Regions from separate parts of the Mus musculus genome. Here region 2 is linked to region 1. A link is a contact called in public Hi-C data. All regions are on one chromosome and are shown on one strand. Each heading gives the region's core, a stretch centred on a gene start, on an enhancer-like site or on the middle of the called end of the contact. The rest is flanking DNA. Distances are from core to core; before and after follow the strand shown.

Region 1 (3,398 bases), core at 630-3,129:
CACAGTTGTCGTTTTATTTACATTTAGTAGTGTGTTAAGTTTATGTGCTTCACAGAAAATCTCAGAGTCATGTCCCAAAGGCAGAATCATTTGGGTGATGTGATTAATTATGTGCCTCTAAGAGGTATAATCCTCTATCATAATCAGCCAGTATCATAATCAGCTGAGGACTTTCAGGTTTTTAGCTTCTCCCCCTGGTGGTAGTATCTAGGTTCGTATCTATTTAAAAAACAAAAACAACAAACCATGCTGCAAGGTTTACAGCCACTACATTCAAATATTGGGAGGCAATTTGGGGATAAAGTAGATTTAAATGAAATAGAAGCAAATCTCAGAACTCTTCTAATGTTAGCACTCACCTCCTATGCCTAGCTAGTGATCTCTCTTCCCCCCTCTCCTCTCCTCTCCTCTCCTCTCCTCTCCTCTCCTCTCCTCTCCTCTCCTCTCCTCTCCTCTCCTCTCTTCTCTCCTCTTTTTCCCACAATGCAATTACAGCCATTACATCATTGTAAATTACATGCTGGGGTTATCTCAGTAGGTATCTGCCAAATGTAAAACTTACAGAAGGTCTTCAATGTAATAATGATGTTTTATCATTTTAATTACAAACTCTTTAAAAAACTCCCTAAAGTGTACCAATTGGGGTGGTCTAAATTAACAATATCTTGGTAGCCCAAGGGTAGCAAAAATAGATTGAACTACCAAATTTCATCATCCTTATAGCAGCTGTCTTCCTGCCTCTAGGAAGCTGAGTATTTAACAAAGCAGACAGCTTGGCACTGGCGTCTGATTAGCAGCGTGTGCATTGTCAGACAGAATGTGCTTGGCTCTTCTGTTCCAGGGTTGGATTAGAAGCCTGCAGAGCACTGGGACTTTATTCTTCAGGCTTCTCAGAAGTAAATAAGTTCTGCGTCGTCTTCCTCTGTTGCTACACCTGGCAAACTGATTAGGTGCCTTCTTAGTAATGTGCGCTATCAAATGCTAGACAATTTAAATAAAGGCTTTCAAGGATAGTATCACAAAGGATGAAATTTGTCAATTTAAAAATTACTATGGTTAAGCATAATATGTATAAAAATTATTTCTCGAAATAAAGTGCTTTGAATTATGTTGAACCTAAATATTAAAATATTGCTTGTGGGGGAGGAAGGGTGGTCATTTTAGAGTATATAAAAATAAAATTATATTCTTAAAATATTAAATATAAAAGATTTTTTTCCCTGAACTCACATGAAGCATGCTAGAAATAAAACACTGCTTTACAAGAATAATATTATTTTGCTGCAGGGTACAAAACATTAAATTATAAAAGGGTGACTCTCATTACCTTTTCACCAGAAATTTCTTTGAAAATTTATTACAAATGATTGTGCTTATTGGCAGAGTTCAAAATCAGCAGAGTCCACGCAAACAATCTACTTCAGTGCGAGGTACATTCTTTTACTCTATCGGATCCGTCGGAGGTAATCAGACTGGATGTTTTATTCAACAGGGCTGAAGAAAATTGTTCTACAATAGGTTAATTCAAAATGGCAGCATAGAAAATGCATCTGTCAGTGGGGATCAAATTACAGGGCAAGCTCCTCTCAATGCTTAGAAAAACAAGTCTGCAGTTCTACAGATTATGTGCCTGTGTGTGTTTAAAGGGGTGGGAAAGGAGCTAAATATCCGAGCTAACCTCCAATTAAAGTCAATCATAAAAACAGCCAATTTAATGAGTGCAGATTTCTTTGGGTAATTATAACACCAACCACTTTTTTCTCTTTTAGATCTGTAATTCTGCCTTCTTGTTATTGCTTGCTTTGTCACTAATCGCCTCAGGACCTTGATTTCCTAGCAACAGACTGCCACCAAACACTTGGCTCCTGTTCAACATTTTCTTTGTGAAAAATGGCACTGCTGTTGCCGCCTGGGCTGCTGCAGCTAGACTGGCTGTGTAAGTGCTCTAATAATGTATTCCACTGGAAAAAAAAATCACATGATACAGGGTGCGAGGACTGAGCTCAGTTAATTACTGAGCTGGGAAGTTTATCTACAATCTAAAAGCTGTGCTGGGGGAGGGGGCTACAGGATTAAAAAAATGCATTCCTTCCATTATTAATAATTTGAAGGTAAGAATTTGCAAAGAAATATTCTATTTTGAGGTATATAAGTTTATTAAGGATTAGATACAAAAGGCCAATGTCCTTAAAATGTTGCTTGATGATTTCTTTCTCTACAACATGGCCCCAAACACACAAAAGAATCACAGAACAGTTTGCTGCAATTTAAGAGAGCAAATTAACCTATGTATCTGTCAGCTGTGTCTTTCCTACTTAAGGCAAAATCATTTGTATATGTAAATATGCTGTATGGGATGGTAAGAGGTTTTCATTCACAGCGTGAACAGTACATACTGAGAAAACTGAACATTCAAAATATTGTGTTTTGGTATATTGTACACTTAAGTAAATATTTAATAACCCATGATAAGAGTAAAGATGCTTATCATTACTTGTGAAACGATTCAATTGGGACTGAAGAAAATCAGACCTTGTGATTAGAAACCCTGTGATAAGGTAACATAATGTGATTTTTTTTTTTAACTGGGTAGATTTATTAAGATTTTTCATGTCTTCGAAATACTGCCACCCCTGGTAATGATAGTTATGGAAATTAACATGGCATGTCAGCTATGGTTCACTGAAGCCTGGCTCTAACTCTCAGAAATGCGGCTTTATAAGACTGGCATGTTTCAGGACTGCTGTCACGATATGATAATTTAATATACCCAAGAGTGCACTAAGTATTATGGAAGCATCTGTGAAACTAATAAGCCAGTGGCCATACTGATTCTCACCAGTGTCTACAGACTGTGTAACAAACTTACTACAAAGTAGTCGCAATTCAGCTCAGCTGAGGGAGGGAAAAGGCTAGAGGGTACCTTAAAACCATCACGATCACTAACCTTGACAGATGAAATAAAATGAAATTACAGAAGCTCTTTAGCAGAGCACTAAGCATTAAAAAGCCACTGATTATATCCAAGAGTAAAAATATGTACATGCCTTTAAAAAGTGAATAAATAAGGCATTTGACTTTAAAGAATCTGCTTATTGTTGATAATAAGCCACATTGTTTCAACTGAGTCTGAGCCAATAGTATATTTTTACAAAATATAATTCTTGGTTGACTTAACAAAGGAAACACAATCGCCCATCAGTTTTAGAAAATATTGATAATTACTATACAACCATATCAAAATATCTGCGGACTGCAGTAAAGCTGGTTGATGTTTACAGGTAAAACATTTAAAAGTCTATATTTAGCTTATTACGTATTCCAAATTAAAGACACACTAAACCTAGAAGCCACACAAAATGTGAAAAACATATCTGAGGCCTTAAAGAGGGCTATAT
Region 2 (3,852 bases), core at 389-2,888, 310 kb before region 1:
TACTTACAACACTGAACATATATCCTGCAATTAGACTAGGGGAAAACAGGTCAGGATCCGGTGCCGTCTAGACGGCCTATCAGAACCTTGCCTAACAAACATTCCAAGACTCCTCCCATTTCATGTTCAACACTCACTACCAGCCCTTCCACTGCAGGGGTGATGGTGTGCCCATGACTAGGATAACAGCCAGTCGGGGCTCCTCTGCATGTCTCCTATCCCTTCCCGCTTCTGGTACATGGAGCCCACTTTCAGCTGGGGAACCCAAGGGTTGTTGACAGCTGTCAAGCCTTTGCACCCTAGTCACCTGGGTGAACGCATCCTTCAAACCACAGTCCCCCTGCCTCTGCTGATGGTGGACAGTGCCAGAGGCAGGACCTGCCTGAGCAAGCTGTTTTCCTCCAGGCCTGGTGCTCCCTTGGAAGGACAAATGGCAGTCATCTTCCCATTCTCAAGGGCAAAACTAAAATGCAAACGATGCTGCTGTGCTGTGCAGAGGAAGCAAAGCACGAGAGGGAGGCAGAGCCGCAGCCAGCGCGGCTAACACCTCCACAGTGGTAGGAATGTTATCTGTCTTTAGATATCTGCCATTAGGTGGTGTGCAAATTGTCTATGTTTAAATATTAGCAATAAAGCAATTAAAAGAACACTTACTCTATCAAAGTAGAACATTATTCACATTTTTCTCTAGAGAATTCTATTGGCTCCTGTGCCATGGTGGGGCACGCCTTTAATCCTAGCACTTAGGGAGGCAGAGGCAGGTGGATCTCTATGTTCGAGGCCAGCCTGGTCTACAGAGTGAGTTCCAGAACAGCCAGGCTGCATGGAGAAACCCTGTCTTGAAAAACCAAGCCAGGCATGGTGGCGCAGGCCTTTAATCCCAGCACTTGGGAGGCAGAGACAGGCGGATTTCTGAGTTCGAGGCCAGCCTGGTCTACAGAGTGAGCTGAGGACAGCCAAGGCTATACAGAGAAACCTTGTCTCGAAAAACCAGAAAGGAAAGGAAAGGAAAGGAAAGGAAAGGAAAGGAAAGGAAAGGAAAGGAAAGGAAAGGAAAGGAAAGGAAAGGAAAGGAAAGGAAAGGAAAGGAAAACCAAAGAATACTACCAGTCTCTCTCTTTTCCTAAGTTCTTCAAAACTTGAATGCTACACACCGCAACTCAGAGATTTACATCCACACTGTTTTCTTACTGTTTCATATGCCTGAATCTCATAATCTGTTTGCTACATATTAAGGAAAAACAAGCTACGGAAGGGTAAAACATTTTAATTACTTCAATATTGACTAAGATGACAAATCCTAGCTCTGACATGCAACTGAAGACAGCAATGCTAGTACTGATACTCACTGAGACTCACTCACTCACTGAGACTCACTCACTCACTGAGACTCACTCACTCACTCACTGAGACTCACTCACTGAGACTTTTACTTACTGATACTTGCTTCCCTGTAATACTGCTTTTTTATTAATTTTTTTAAGGCGTTCACTATGTAGTTGTGGCTAGCCTTGAACTTCCATGTTGACCAGGCTGGCTTCAAACTCACAAAGATTTGCCTCTCAAGTGCTAGGTTTAAAGAACTCTGTGGCCGTCATGACTAGATGTTTTCCTTTATCTTATCTGTGTGTGTGCACAGCTGTATGCAGCATGTCCTGAAGCTGGAGTCACAGGCAGTTCTAAGCAGTCGGCCACGAGGACTGAGAACTGAACTGGGGTTCTCTGCAAGAACAGTGCGTGCTCTCAACTACGAGATGGTCACGAGATGGTCACTTATTTAGAATTGTAGGTCAAACACCCAAAAAAAAAAGGGTGATTACTGTCCCCAAACCAAAAGTGGTAAATCTTCACACTTCAACTTAAGCTCTCACAGACTAAGGAAAAAACATCCAAGACTCATTTGTTATAGAAAGAACAATTCTTTCTTCAGATTTACCAACTACATATTGGACTTGGGAGGTGAAAAACCAAAGGTTCAACTTGTTTCAAACTTTGAGAAGCAACTATACTTGAAAATCTGACTAGGAGCAGAGAACCAACTGCTTTATGATTTCTTTTTCTCTTCCTGCCTCAACACAGCACTCAACGACATTGCTGTGGGGACATGGATCCAGGAGAGCCAGGCTGGCGTTCTTACGCTATCTGACCCTGTGACGACAAGAGAGACAAAGCGCCTGCTTTCTCGGTTGCCCACTGGAACACTGCATACCACTCCACCACAGAAGAGGGCTGTAAGGCTCACTGAGGTGATGTTAAAGGGAGAGAGGCCATGTTTACAAAAAAAAAAAAAAAAAAAAAACCCAGGCGTGGTGACTCATGACTTTAACCCTGGCAAATCTCTGAGTTCCATACTAGTCTGGTTTACAAAGGTAATTCCAGGCCAGCCAAGGCTACATAGTAAGAACTTATCTCCAGAAATTAATAGAGGTTGGGAAGCCTGGAGAGATGGCTCAGCAGATAAGAGCTTCACTTCTCTTTTGGAGGATCTGAGTTTATGCCCAAGCACCCTTGTCAGGCGAGGCATAGCCACCTGCATTTCTGGCTCCGGAGGACCTAAGAGCCTCCTTCAGAACTCTGTTGGCACCTGCACTCACGCATGCACAGACCCATACACAGAAACATAAGTGCTCCAAGAGGTTAGATCTAACGTGTACAAAATCAGCCCAGAGAGGCAGACCAGACATTTCTGATCTGTTAATAAGACAAAATTTCAGGGGTTGGGAAGATAACTTAGCTAGCAAAGTGTCTGTCCTCCGGTCCCACACACACATAAAAAGCTGGGCAGTAGTTTGATGTCTGTAATGCCAACACTTACAGGGAGAGGGGAAGGAAGGGAAGAAGAACAGCATAGTCAAAGAGCATGCTAGCCACCGAGGTGGCAAGATGGCTCAGGGGATAGTGGCACTTCTTATAGTGGCACTTGTTACCAGGCCTGAAGGCAAGAGGACTCTCCGATACCCACATGCTGGTGGAGAGAACCCACTCCTGAATACTTACTATTCTCCAAACTCCACACACGCACACACACATACACAACCTCCACACACAGACACATGCGCACACACACATACACGCACACACACATACACAACCTCCACACACACGCACACATACACATACACACTGTTTTTTAAAAGTGAAGAACAAGACCATGGCTGGCATAAACCTCTAACCCCAGCAACTCCCCCAATCTATAGGTACTTTGTTATTCTTTATTTACTAAACATAGACTCAGTGCCCACAAAGAAAAGGCACAGCCTATAGAGTTTTGTTGTCTGCTATCTCTGCTATGTTTTTTTTTTAAATCTCTAAATTAACATGTAAGAAACAAGTAAAAATGAATTTCTGTTAATTTCTAGGTGGGAAATTAATTAAATGAATTTTCATGTTCTCAGAAACAAAACTGTCTCTATACTTTGAATTGTTAGAGCAAAAATCAACAGGTCTGTATGTACAGGTTCCCAGGACCTATGTTCTGATGGCTGGCTACACTTTTACTAACTAGAAACTGAAATCAAGTCCAGGTTGGATGAAGTCCACTGATTACTTAAGATACAACTTAGAAGCCGGGCCGTGGTCCAGGCGCACACCTTTAATCCCAGCGCCCGGGAGGTGGGGCAAGTGGACCTCTGAGCTCAGACGCTGACTTGAGTTTCTGTGGTTTGTAGAACACAGCCACATGAGTGTTTCTAGGAGGCAGAGGAAGGAATGGGGGAGGGTCTAGGCCCTGGACCACTGTCCTAGATACATGGGTGAGTCTTCCGCAGTCAGTGAACAGCACTTCCCTGGGTTCTGCCTACGCTTGTCTGGGCAGAAAACAATTTGGGGAAGCTGGTTTAGGCTCAAGATTAT

What was found. Hi-C and Micro-C count contacts between places; a contact is called where the count stands out from the background.
Region 2: a Hi-C map of the N1E-115 cell line shows a contact between it and region 1, with 8 times the contacts expected there. The contact joins two enhancer-like sites. A contact is called at or near these places in 1 of 484 Hi-C or Micro-C datasets (the N1E-115 cell line) and 1 of 115 datasets of contacts at active chromatin or transcription factors (embryonic basal ganglia).

The regions. Positions count from the first base shown.
Region 1 is chr14:21,250,927-21,254,324 of GRCm38.p6, reverse strand. The region is part of intron 6 of Adk (adenosine kinase); the gene reads right to left. Among named protein-coding and RNA genes, the nearest start is that of Gm52152, 170 kb to the left of the region's middle. Within about 2 kb of position 1,879, at least 99 of the 459 cell types and tissues checked have an H3K27ac peak or open chromatin away from gene starts, as enhancers often do. A contact at or near this core is called in the N1E-115 cell line, where this site is marked.
Region 2 is chr14:21,559,382-21,563,233 of GRCm38.p6, reverse strand. All of the region lies in intron 2 of Kat6b (K(lysine) acetyltransferase 6B), which reads right to left. Among named protein-coding and RNA genes, the nearest start is that of Kat6b, 62 kb to the right of the region's middle. Within about 2 kb of position 1,638, at least 19 of the 459 cell types and tissues checked have an H3K27ac peak or open chromatin away from gene starts, as enhancers often do. A contact at or near this core is called in the N1E-115 cell line, where this site is marked.